Regions from separate parts of the Sus scrofa genome. Here region 2 is linked to region 1. The links are chromatin contacts, called in public targeted proximity ligation maps. All regions are on one chromosome and are shown on one strand. The core of a region is the stretch at or near the end of the contact, and the rest is flanking DNA. Distances in the headings are between cores, read along the strand shown.

Evidence for each region.
Region 2: a targeted proximity ligation map of skeletal muscle shows a contact between it and region 1. A contact is called at or near these places in 2 of 2 datasets of targeted methods (alveolar macrophages and skeletal muscle).

Annotation. Positions count from the first base shown.
Region 1 is chr3:19,485,788-19,492,493 of Sscrofa11.1, reverse strand. IL21R (interleukin-21 receptor) reads left to right here and starts at 3,293. Exons shown (of 9, transcript XM_021086442.1): 1 at 3,293-3,842.
Region 2 is chr3:19,672,125-19,678,830 of Sscrofa11.1, reverse strand. It overlaps KDM8 (lysine-specific demethylase 8), which reads left to right and starts at 2,624. Exons shown (of 10, transcript XM_021086445.1): 1 at 2,624-2,810.

The DNA.
Region 1 (6,706 bases), core at 2,044-4,543:
TGTGCTATGTAAATTATACCTCAATCAAACTGTTGACATAAAAATAAAAAAGAGGAAATGAGTTGAAGGAGGGGTTGTCTCAAATTCTTTTTCCCAGTATGCCCCTTGGCTGAAATGCAAATTTAACCACTTCCTCCCCATTGACCAGCTTTAAATACTAAGTGGGTGTTGGGAGGGTGTTGAGAGACCTTCTTATGCTGTTTTCTGAGAACTTGAGGGTCAGACACACAGACTGTGCACAGACCCAGAGGGCCTCCTGAAGGGCCCCTTCCATCAACACAGATCTGGTTCTGAGGGGACTCATGCTCACCCCAAAGGACATGGCAGCTGTTGAATTTCCACCTCCCAGATGCCAGGGATCGAACCCGCGACCTCATGGTTCCTAGGCGGATGTGAACACAAGAGGTTGAGTAGCACCTGCAACATCTCACCCAGTCCCGAAGTCATGGCCCAGAGCACTCTTTGGAAAATGTAAATTGGATTAAGCCACGCCTTGGAGGACATTTCCGATGACAGACCCTAGGAACCACATCTACCTTCCACGCCACACCCCTCCCCATCCTGCAAGGTCCCGGGTGGTGTGCAGGATGTGGGACTTCCGTGACCCTGTCTCCTAGCATTCCTTGCTGGCTCACTCCATTCCCCACACTGTTCTCAACTTCCACACTCCTTCTCGCCTCAGTGCCTTTGCACCTGCAGGTCCTTCTGCCTAAAATATTTCCTCTGTGGCTGGGGTATGTCTTACCATCCAGGATGCCCATCTCTGTCACTACCTAGACCTCTCCTCAGTTTTTTTCTGATTGTACAATTTGCATTTGGTTTGTCCATTGCTTCTTGATGTCTGTGTCTCCCACCAGAATCGCGGTTCTGTGAAGGCTATTGCTTGTCTGTATTTCCATGAGGTATCCCCAGGCCAGAGCCAAGGGCATGTTCAGTGCTGGTGGGTAGAAGGCAGGAAGGAGAGAATGGATGACTGGAGGGGGTGGGTGGATAGAAGGACCGATGAATGGGCACGTGGTTGAGTGGGTGAGCAGAGAGAAGAAGGGGAGGGAGGAAGGCAGGCAGCTGAGGGGAGGAGGGACTGCACATCCTTGGGTTAACATACATGTAGAAGCGGTATAGCAGGTGATCAAGAATGTCAACTCAGGAGTTCCCATCGTGGCTCAGCAGAAACAAATCCGACTAGGAACCATGAGGTTTCGGGTTCGATCCCTGGCCTCGCTCTGTGGGTGAAGGATCCGGTGTTGCTGTGAGCTGTGGTGTAGGTCGCAAACACAGCTTGGATCTGGCGTTGCCATGGCTCTGGTGTAGGCTGGCGGCTGCAGCTCTGATTAGACCCCTAGCCTGGGAAGCTCCCTATGCCGCAAGTGCAGCTCTAAAAAAAAAAAAAAAAAGTAAACTCAGGAGCCTGAACGACCGAAGTTCAAATCCCAACTCTGCCACTCCCCAACTGTGTGACCTTGGACAAGGCACTGAACCTCTCTGAGCCTCTGTTTTCCTTTCTGTAAAATCAAGATGAAAGTGATGATGGGCCAAGCAGCGTTCTTTGAGCTATCCTGAGGCTAACGTGAGCTGATGCATTTTTCGAGTCCTTAAAATTCTGGCACAGAGTCAGCACCCCCCAAACACACATTTTAGCTCAGTTTTTTCACTAATTCCTTCTTCTGATCTTTTGACCACATCTCAGAAAATTCACCCTGGAGATGAAGAGAAAGGCTGTAGTCACTTATGATGGAGCCTGATAATGGGAGAAAAAAGAATGTATATATTTATGGGTGACTGGGTCCCCTTGCTGTGTACTAGAAAGTTGAAAGAACACTGTAAACCAGCTATAACGGGAAAAAAAAAAAGTCATTTGAAATAAAAATAAATAAATAAAGAAGCATACACACAGAACATGGTTTGCATGTGTGACATCCATAAAAAAAAAAAGAGAGAGAGAGAGGGAGAAAAGCTGGCTTTCTCCCAAGATTTAGGCTCCAGAGAACAGGAGATATTTCAGTCTTGAGGAAGAGTCAAACACCCTTCAAATCGGCCGCAGGGGAATTTGTACTCAGGTCCTCAAAAACAACTAGCAAAAGAGGGAAAAAAAAATGATAGAAGAAATAAATAACAAAATGCTTTCTCTTTTTTCTCTTGGCGCGATCGTGTGGCTTAGCTGCAAACTATTTCCCAAAAATGAATTGGGGGGGGGAAGATGTTTCGGGTGTTTGAGTGGACCTGTGCCATCCAAACAGCACCAAACGGCCCGTATCTACCCTGGTAACACATCAAGGGTGCAACATTTGGGCCCGTTTCCATCGTCAGGGGCAGGCTGAGTAATCAGATTCCACCGGGGTTCAAATTCCAGCTATGACACTTCTTCACTAGTGTGACATGTCCTCAATAGCCCTCCTGAGCCTTGGTTTCTTCCAGTGGAAACTAGGAATCCTCTTCTTTGCCTCAGGGGGTTTGTGCAACAAATGAGATCACCTAGGCAAGACAGTGATGGTGGTGTTTGTGGTGGCACGGCTCTCCTGCTTGTCTTTGGAGGCTGCTGGGTGTGAACTTGTTGAATTTTGTCCCCAAGTCTCTTAAACATTTGCTGGAGACGTCTGATCCTCTCATGGGCCCTTGGCTCGTTAGCTGGACGAAGTTACCCTCGTGGATTTCTTTTCTCCATTTTCTTCCTGAGTTCCCATGTGTTGATGGCCAGGTGTTCCCATCTGTCATAGGGGCAAAAGGAGGCATTAGAGGGTCATGCGACACGCCCAAGGAATTGTCTTCTCAGGGCCACAGAGCATGGCAGCAGGAAGCCGGATTCTAAGGAAACAGGGCCAGGGAGTCTGGGAGGGGTTCCCAGTTGCAGACCCCGGCGGGACCAGGCACGCAGCCTGCAGGCGAGAAGCGGGCCAGTTGGCAACATCCAGCAGAGGGGCTGTGGAGGGGAGAGGGCCACCGCCTCTCCAAAGGACCCTGGGGCAGGGCTCTGAGCTGCGAGTTGGGCTCTCAGGACCCCCGCGGCCTCTGGAGTCTGGTTAGGCCACCTCTGCACCCTTGGAGCCTCAGTTTCCACATCTGTGCCCTGCGGTGGCTCACGGCCGCCCTGCTGGCTTAAAGGTCAAGGCTGCAGGGCCTGTAGGGGTGATGTCACCCGTCCACAGGAGGCAGACGTCACCCGGGTAGCACCAGATAGATTTCAAGCAGACGACCTTTTTGGCGAGCCGCGGGCTTTGCCCTGGGGCCGTGCCCCCTCCCACCTCTTTCTCACTCCGGGGGGGCGGGGAGGAGCCGGCCGCTCTGTGGGCGGGGCCTGCGGGGAGCCGCTCACCACATCCTCCTCCTCTAGCTCCCCGCCCTGCGCACGTCGTGGGGCTGGGATGGCAGGCGCCGCCTCTGGCAGACCCACAGCCGTCTCCCCGCGGAGTGACCCGGGGGCTCGGGGACAGACTGTCTGCCTGCTTCTCGCTGAGTGACTGACAGCCAGACAGCTGTCTATCTGCCTGTCTGCTCCTCTGTCTGCCGGCCTGACCAGCCCTTGGCTGCTGTCTGTCCATCCCCGGAGCCGCGGATCGGTCCCTGCCCCACAATCGCTGTCTTCTGTCCCGGGGTGACCTCGCTGGGATGTGACGGATGGTTGCCTCTGCGTGGCCCGCCTGCCCGGAGCCCAGCTGCCGGCTGTCTGGTTGACCGGTCGTGTGCGGTCGGGGTTAGTGCCTCGGGGCAGGCTGTGGCTTCCCACTCCAGACCCCTGCTTGTCCTCCCAGCACCCCATTTCCCGTTCCCACGCGGGGTCGCCTGGGAGCCCCCTGGATCGCCTGGAACACAGAGAATGGATTTCTGAGGAAGAAGTGGAACTACAGGTAACTCATTTCCAGCCACCTCGTGGCCGGGGGGCACCCTCTCTGCCCAGGAGGACCGGAGGGGGTCCGTGCCCTCATCACAGCAGGGGACAACGAGGTCAGCAGAGTTGGGCTGGAGTCTCCTGTTCAGCCTAGCTCAGGACGACTGGAATGCCTTTTGTGGGTCTGCAGGTGGCCCCAGGGACATGAAGGCAAGGCATGGCTGAGATGGCCCCCTGAGCTTATGAAAACCTGCCTCCCAAAGGCAGGGGCTGGGGAGGGAAGGCTGGTTCCAGACCGAACATGATGTGACAGTCTCCGTGGTTCTGGGCAGCTGAGCCCTGGGGAGGTGGAGGGGGGTGGGCATGACCTTGACTGGGGTCAGTTTGAGAGAGGTTTGGCATGGACTTTGTGCCAGGCTCTGTGTTTTTATCTCCTCTGTGTTGTTTAAATCCTTTACGATGGATTGATGTGCCCATTTCACAGATTAAAAACGGAGACTCTGAGAGGTAGAGTGATTTTCCCAAAGTGACTCAACCAGTGCGTCGCAGGGTGGGCAGGTGACATTGAGGCTGGTCCTGCCCCCCCAACCCCCGATGCTGTCGCCTCACCTTTCTCATGAAAACACAAGGGGATGGGCCGAGGGTGAGGGGCAAAAGGGGTTCAGTGTGTGTGGAGGAGAGGGGAGGAAGGAGACGACCTAGGGAGGCTGAGCCTTGAAGGATGGGTTGAATTTTGACTTGTGAAAAATGGCAGGGGGAGGGGGCAGGGAAGAAACAGACACACTCCTGGCAGAGGAAGGGGTGCCAGGAGGGGAATTTAGGATGCAGAGGACCCAGGCAAGGGGGCATTAAAGTCAGGGGCTGCTCCTTAAAGGGCATCTGCATTCCCCTGGGGGAAAGTGTAGGGGTTTTACAAGCACATGATAGACTGGGGAAAGCCTGGTGGCTTCAAAGTCCAGCCATGCGGCTGGGTGAACTTGGGCAAGTTTCTCTGCTTCTTCTAGCCTCATGGCGCCTCAGTTTTCTCATCTGTGAAAGGGGGAGAATGGCAGTTCCATTCTGGTTGTGAAGATTCGAGGACATGAAAATATAAAAGCTGTTGGCAGGGGGCCTGCCTAGGAAGGGAATTTGCATCCTGGGGAGCTCAGAGCCCGTGGAGGAGGGAGGCCAGTTTCCAAGAGTGGTGGAAGGTACTGGAACGCACTCGGAAACCTGTGGTTCTGCCTCCCTCAGCCCCCTGGGTTCTGATCCTCCCAGCACCAGCGCTCAGCACGTGACAGGCACGTGAAGCTCTCCCATCACCCTCACAACACCAGGTGAGGCTGGTGGCTTCATTCAGCCCATTTCACAGATGAGGAGACTGATGCACGGCGGGAAGAAGCTTGTCCCAGGTTGGCTGTGACTGTAACATGCAGAGCTGGGTTTGGAATCCCCAAGGTGACAACCTATTGGACAGGATAACACAAAAGCAAGAGTCATAGCCCAGGGGCATCTTCTGAGAGGGGAAGTTGGACCAAAGGGGCCGGGCAGACCCCAGAGGGGGAGCGCCGATCACCCGTTTCCCATGGTGGGTTCAGCAGAAGACCTGGTCCTGCCCGCCCCACACCTGGCAGGGAGTCTGGATCCTTACAACCCTGCAGTGGAAGAAACTAAGAGCCTTTATGTTGGGAGGTAGCCTGGAGAGGAGAGCAAGAGGAAGGATGTACCCAGGTACTGCAGGCTCCCACCTGCCCAGCAAGGAAGAGAAGGGGGTTGGAGCCCAAAGAGGCTTGTGGATGGAAGAAGAGGACTTGTTGGAGGAGGGGACCAGTTGAAGAGAAGATGAAACGAGGAAAGCAGGTCCCCAGAAGCTTTGGTAGGGACCAGCTTCTCCTCAGCATCAAGACCACCCAGGTGCCTGATAAATAAATGAACGAAAGAAAAGAAGGAAGGAAGGAAGGGCAGCCTTCTTCCCAGCCAGGGAGCTGGAGCCTTCAGAACTGCCAGGCCAGGTTGATGGCTCTGGCTTCTCCCCACGGCTGGGAGGTCTCCGTAGTCAGGCGGGGGGCACTGGATCTGGGTCACCAACACATTAGTGATTGTGATTTGGGGCTTTGGCAATAGCCAGACCTGGATTTGAATACCAGCTCCATCATTTGGTACCTGTGTGACCTGGAGTAAGTCACCTAACCTCTCTGAACCTTCAGGGTCAGAATCTGTTTATCTGGAAGTAAGAACGCCTATCTCGGTTTGCTGTGAGGTTTTATAGATGTGCATTTATTGAGCACTGTCCTAGGTCCTGGGGATTTGGTGGTGCACGGACAGAGCCGGTGAAGTTATAAGGGGGAAATAGCTTAGCTGTGGCTCCGAGAAAGAGTAGCTAGTATGTTTTCCTTTAAATATCATTGATAAAAATCGTTTCGTTATTACCCCAAATAGCTGGTGTAGCTTCTGGCATACACTCAGCCCTCCATAAATGGTAATTCTTATGATGGTACTACTTCCCCCTTTCTCAGATGGGGAAACTGAGGCTCCGAGAGAGGTGGGGGTTTTCTAGGGCCACCCAGGGGGTCATTTTTGAGCAAAGCTATGAAGAAAGAGGAACAGACACTTCCTTGGGGGGGTCTTCTCCCACCATCATAGCCCCTTCCTCACACGCTTCTTCCTGCTCTCTGCTGCACCCCATCTCTGAGGGGTGGGGGGCGGAGGAAGGGGAGCCCCACCCCCACCTCATGGCTCACAGGTGCCACCGCCCCCACTCCTTGCTCTGGCGACCGGCCAAAGGGACTTTTTAATGACAGCTCAAATGAGAGCTCTGAGTAAACTTGGAACTTGTGAAACAACCTGAGAATATTCCCCGGGGTGTGGGCAGAGGCCCCTCTGAGGGCCCCCAAATGGCCTGGA
Region 2 (6,706 bases), core at 1,375-3,874, 190 kb before region 1:
CTTTGCCCTTGGGTTGTGTCTTTGGTCTGTTTAGTCTAGTTTTAGCAAAAATTCTGCTGGGTCAGGAGGGACCCCCTTCTCCTCTCTATCAAATTCCTTATCCTACACCCCTGATAGCTCATCACCCCGGCCTGCCTTCTGAAAAAAAAAAAAAAAAAAATCCCGTGAGGTTTGCTGGACCAGAATTCCCCTTGCTGCTGATGCTGCCTCTTAATAATTTTCCATCCACTGACCCAGACCCTGCTCCGTGATTATGGTGCCAAAATTCAGCCTTTGTCCAGTGGTGCTGAATAGAAACATGGAGATTTGGAATTCCTGTCGTGGCTCAGTGATTAACAGACCCGACTAGGATCGGACAATGAGGACGTGGGTTCCATCCCTGGCCTCACTCAGTGGGTTAAGGATCTGGCGTTGCCGTGAGCTGTGGTGTAGGTTGCAGACATGGCTCAGATCCTGTGTTGATGTGGCTGTGGCGTAGGCTGGCAGCTAGAGCTCCGATTGGACCCCTAGCCTGGGAAGCTCCATGTGCAGTGGGTGTGGCTCTAAATAGACCAAAAAAAAAAAAAAAAAAAGGGAGAGAGAAATAAAAAAGAAACATGGAGACAGGTTTTTGGGTGAAGGAGAAAAAAAATAGCTAAAACTATATATTGCTTTGCCAGGCAAAGTAGGCCACAGCAGGCTAATGCCCTAAAGACTGCATTGGGAGAGAAGAGGAAGTAGTTTTATAGTTTGGGAGTAGAAAACAGGGCCACAGATAGAGATCAGGGTAGGTGCAACTTCAAAGTTGATGTTTAGTGGGACTAGTTTTGATGGGCGTCCTTTTTTTTTTTTTTTTTTTTGTCTTTTGTCTTTTTAGGGCTGCACCAGTGGCACCCGGAGGTTCCCAGGCTAGGGGTCCAATCGGAGCTATAGCCACCGGCCTACACCACAGCCACAGCAACATGGGATCTGAGCTGTGTCTGTGACCCACACCACAGCTCATGGCAATGCCAGATCCTTAACCCACTGAGCAAGGCCAGGGATTGAACCCAAAACCTCGTGGTTCCTAGTCAGATTCCTTTCTGCTGCACAACCAAGTGGGCGGTAGGGGTGTGTGGGGGTGGGGACAACTCATGGGCTTCCTCTCTTGTTTTCACTTTTTGGGAGTTTAGTTCTGCATAAGATATTGTTATATATATTTCTTTCTTTTTTTTTTTCTGCCTTTTTTACAGCTGTACCCACGGCATGTAGAAGTTCCCAGGCTAGCGGTCAAATTGGAGCTGTAGCCCCCAGCCTACACCACAGCAATGAGGGATCTAAGCAGTGTCTGCAACCCACACCACAGCTCATGGCAACGCTGGATCCTTAACCCACTGAGCAAGGCCAGGAATCGAATCCGAATCCTCATGGATCCTAGCCGGGTTTGTTAACCACTGAGTCAGGAAAGGACTCCCTGTTATGTATACTTCTTGAAGAGGAACCAGGACCCTACCCAAGGCTGCACTGTTCTTTCTTAGACAGCTCCTTGTCTCTGAATCCCTTCCCCTCCCCATTACAACTGTTTGAACCTGCCCTTTGGGATTCAGGGAAGGCCACGGAGGCTGAAGCTTATCCCCTAAAAACAAGAAATGGGGCACACAGAAAGGCTTGTGCCCAGGAGCCCCACAGGGCCCTGCTCAAGTTCAGGTACAAATCTCTTGTCCCTGCTGTATTCAGAGCTGTGCCCCAACTCCTCTCCCCTACTGCAATCAATGCCCACCCTTCCCATTACAGCCATTCCCCTAAATAAAGCCTGCCTTATCTTAACGAATGTCACAAATAATATTTTCTTTGGAGTTCCCGTTGTGGCGCAGTGGTTAATGAATCCAACTAGGAACCATGAGGTTGCTGGTTTGATCCCTGGCCTTGCTCCATGGGTTTAGGATCCGGCGTTGCCTTGAGCTGTGGGGTAGGTCTCAGACGCTGCTCGGATCCCGCGTTGCTGTGGCTCTGGCGGAGGCAGGTGGCTATAGCTCCGATTAGATCCCTAGCCTGGGAACCTCCATGTGCCGCGGGAGTGGCTCAAGAAAATACAAAAAGACATAATAATAATAATATTTTCTTTAACACCAGTAAATGAATTTTCTTCTCCTTTCTACTCAGGTGCCAAAATCAGTATATGCAGAACTTCCGGTTGACTCTGATCAATGCTTCAAAAAGCCTGGTCCATTGGGAAACATGCTTAAAACCGAAACCCCCAGGGACGCCCACACCACTCAGCATCAAGGCAGCAGGGGGAGAAGTGAAGATCCCGACACTCTCACACACACACACCCCCGCCACTCGTACTGAAACCTTGGTCCTCCTCACTCTCACAGGCCACGGATGCAGCACTTCGGAGGTTCAAATTCAGGATCTGCGACTTCCCCAAAGCACAAGCATTTGGCTGGTCACTTTATTTCACTGAACCTCGGCATACCTCTTTGTAAAACGAAGAGAATAATCCTAGTTGTATGATTCTAGACAAAACGGTGGATATGAAGTTACTATGCACACAAAGTAATCGTAGTTGTTGCAGAGGAAATCACAGGTGTTAACCACAGGGAAAGTGAAACCAAGGAAGGGAAGAGCCCAACCCTAAGCTGTTGCCCCGCCCTCCGGCCTTTTAAACGGGGAGGGGCGGGGGCATCGATCGCTCGGCTCTCCTCTAGGCACTCCTTGGTGATCAATCGAGCTGGGAGTGATCGATATTCCTGGGGCAAGCTTCTTACACGGCGAGAGCCAGAGTATTCGGCCCGAAAGGACAAGCCGCCGGCCCCGGGGCAACTGGACACCATTCAAACTCGAGACAGGTGAGGTTGAGCAACTCGAGAAGGGCGGGCAGCTCTGACTTCTTAGAAGCTGAGGGGAAGGGTTGGGAGGGGAGGACGGCGCAGGCGTCATGTGAAGAAGCGAAGGAGGAAAGAACAGTCTCGCGCTTGCGCTTTGGAAAGCCCGGGGCGGCCCTTCAAAGCCGCGAAACTGAGCGGGGTGGGGGGGCTGTTGAGGAGGGAAGGATAGAGGCAGCGCATGCGTCCTGAGAACGCAGTTTAGCGGTTCTCTAATTCTCCAGCGCTGCCGGGGACGGGAAGAAAGGCTCCGCGCGTGCGTGGTGCTCTTCTTTCGCCAGTCATTTCGTTTTGCGCACGCCTGAGGCCAGACTGTTGTGCGCCTGCGCAGTTCTTGGTGCCGCGTTAATTGCGCCGCTTCTGCTATTTTTACCTGGTGTTGATACCGCTGTTGGTACTGGTGTGTGGTACCAACGCATACCGGTGTGTGTTTCTCCCTGGTTAGTAGCCGTTTACCATTGGTCTGGAGCTCAGCCCACTGAACACTCTTGAGCCATCGGGCCTCGAACGTGGACCGCAAAGTGAAGCCGCGGGGAGAGGCGCCAGGGAGGGAAAGGATGTGGAACCTCGCGGTGGAGGGTCGGTGGGGATACGTAGAGCTCGCCCAACCCGTTGGCCCTGGGGAATTCGGTGAGGCCTTTGCCTTCTGGAGGAAAGTGGTGTCTAACTTGATAGAGATTAACTCTGAGCATCAGTATCGCGTTGTGCCCCAGGGAATCCAGTAAAGATAAGTTACCGTGCTCAGCAGGGTTAGAGCAAGTCCAGGGACAGGAGGTGAGCCGGTGTTGGGGCCACATCGATGGCCTGAGCCCAAGCCTGTCTGCACTTTACAAAACTGGGCAGCCTGTTTCCTTAAAGTCAGATAGAGGCTGATGTATTATGGAAGGCGCTTTAGTTTTAAAGACAATTTAGGAGGAATATGGGATGACTGTGGTGGGGCTTTCTAGGCTTTATTTTATTTATTTATTTACTTATTTGTCTTTTTGCCTTTTATAGGGCCGCTCCTGCGGCATATGGAGGTTCCCAGGCTAGGGGTCGAATCAGAGCTATAGCCGCTGGCCTTCGCCAGAGCCCACAGCAACACGGGATCCCAGCTGCTTCTGCAGCCTACCCCACAGCGCACGGCAACGCCGGATCCTTAACCCACGGAGCGAGGCCAGGGATCGAACTTGCATCCTCATGGTTCCTAGTCAGATTCGTTAACCACTACGCCATGACGGGAACTTCTAGGCTTTATTTTATAACCGACAGGAAGCCACTTGGGCTGTTGACTAACAGCCAACTAAAGCCAGTTTGTATAGCTCAATCTGGATGTGGAATTTATGAAGCCAGGACCCAAGCGGGCTGCTCTATACAGTGTATACATGGCTCCTTTGTATTTTGACATGACTAACAAGAAACCTGTTGTGAAGTTCACCTTAGGCTGATTTATAAAGTCAAAACAACCTTTGTCTGATCCCCTTTTCAAGAAAATTATTTCATATGCCAGCAAACAGGCGTTTATGTCAGAAGCCAAGATAACTCACTGAGAAGAGCAGTTTTATGCACCTGTACCTCACCTTCCTATGAAAACTGTCCCATGTCATGGGGCCAATACACGTGGCCCTCTTGAAGGACAGCTTGCAAAGCGCAGACACAAGACCAGTCAGGCCGTTTCTATACCTGACACCTCTGCCCTCACCCCATTTAAAAAAGAAAAAAAGAAAAAATCCTTCTATAACCAACAAGAAGTCTCTTAAGGCCAACACTTGTCGAGCCCTAAAAAACCAACTTCAAAGTGGGGATACAAGGCCACTCAGGCTTTATCTTATGGTCTGTGATTAGGGGGACCATGGGTCTCAGTTCGCCAGGAATAATTCTCATTTATGACTTGCCCAATTATAAATGGTAAATATTACAGACACAGTATCCTGAAAACTATATGGACTTCTAGTATTCAACTTGCATTAAGATGATATTCCTACATGCAGAAATCAAGGTTCCAGTGGAAAACATTGGGGAAAATGATGAGAATAAAAAATTTCTACAAAAGAGGAGTTCCCATCGTGCCTCAGTGGTTAACTAATCCGACTAGGAACCATGCGGGTTTGATCCCTGGCCTCGCTCCGTGGGTTAAGGATCCGGCATTGCCGTGAGCTGTGGTGTAGGTCGCAGACGCAGCTCAGATCCCGTGTTGCTGTGGCTGTGGTGTAGGCTGGCGGCTACAGCTCCAATTCAACCCCTAGCCTGGGAACCTCCATATGCCGCGGGAGCGGCCCAAGAAATGGCAAAAAGACAAAAAAAATTTTTATTTTAAAAAAGAAAAATAAATGTATGCTTTACAAGCTAAGTAAATAAAGGGCCGATGTGTAGCATTTGGTTTGTATGATAAATTCTATAATTAATCCGCCTTTACCTGACCACCAGAGGGCTGTGTATGCCACCTGCTTTTCCCTTTTATGTGGTGCTCTGGGAGGCCAGTTTAAAGGCCAGCCCACAGTCCCACTCTGGAAAGCTTGTTTGTTTCATGCAACCTTTTATAAAAGGCAGTTCAGTGAGGAACTCTGGAAAGCACATCAGTTAAGCCAGGCCACAAGGCTACTCAGGCTAATATCCTCTTCCAGAAAACGACTTGGTAGAATTATCAAGAAACCTTTTTTATTTTTATATTTTTTTTAGGGCTGCAATTGAGGCATATAGAAGTTCCCAGGCTAGGGGTCTCATTGGAGCTACAACTGCTGGCCTACACCACAGCCACAGCCATAGCAACGTGGGCTCCAAGCCTTGCCTGCAGCCTATGCCACAGCTCACGGCAGTGCTGGATCCTTAACCCACTGATCCAGGCCAGGGATCGAACCTGTGTCCTCATGGATACTAGTTGGGTTTGTTACCGCTGAGCCACAACCGGAACTCCCAGGAGACCTTTTTATCAGACCACCGCATGGGGAGACCCGATTTGTAAAGCCTGGATGTGAGGCCATTGAGAAAGGCAGTTTCACGTAGCCTAAACCCGCCCTGAAAGGCCCTATCAGATGGTTGTGTGAAGGCTGCTGCTTGTAGCCTGTGTGAGGCCAGCTCCTCTGGAAGGCTGTTCATACAGTCAATAAGACAAGTGTCACAGCCAGTGAAGGACCTTTCTCCTATGAGGCCATTTCAGACAGCTCACAGGAATCACGGAAGGTAGGTTTGTAAACCTAAGACAAAGTCCGGCTTTCACCTGACTCTCAGAGCCAGCTTTGTTTGTTTTCTTTTTGGCTGCCTCACAGCATGTGGCATTCCGGGGGTCAGGGATCGGATCCAAGCTGCAGTTTCGACCTCTGGTGCAGCCGAGGCAACAATGGATCCTTCAACCCACTGGGCCCGGCTGGGGATCAAACCTGCATCCTGGCACTGCAGACACACTACCCATTCTGTTGCCTCACAACGGAAACCCCAGAAAGCCAATTTTTAAAACAGGTCAGGAAGACTTTCGTATAATGTGACGTGGCTCCTCCTTCAGAGGGTGTTTGTTAATGGCAGCTCTTGAAAAGGCCACCTCAGGAAAGGTTCTGGAAGGCCTGTGGCACCAAGACTGCTCAGACCGAAGGTGGCCAGCATGCCACGACCTCACCATGGGAAGTGGCTTCGTGCTGCCATGTAAGGCCCTGTGGGAGGCTAGTGTTTAAGGTCAATCATGGGACCCGTGGGGCCATTCAGGTGGCTAATACAGAGGCAGTCTGTGAAGCCATATTGAAAACAAGCTCACGGCTATGCTGAAGCTCCCACCTCTGAAAGGCTGTGTCTTGCAGTGTCAACATAAGTATCTCTGAAGGCCTGGTTGTAAGGCATTCGCTGCGGAACGCTGGATTAAAGACTGATTACTAAGGTTGTTTTATGTGCCT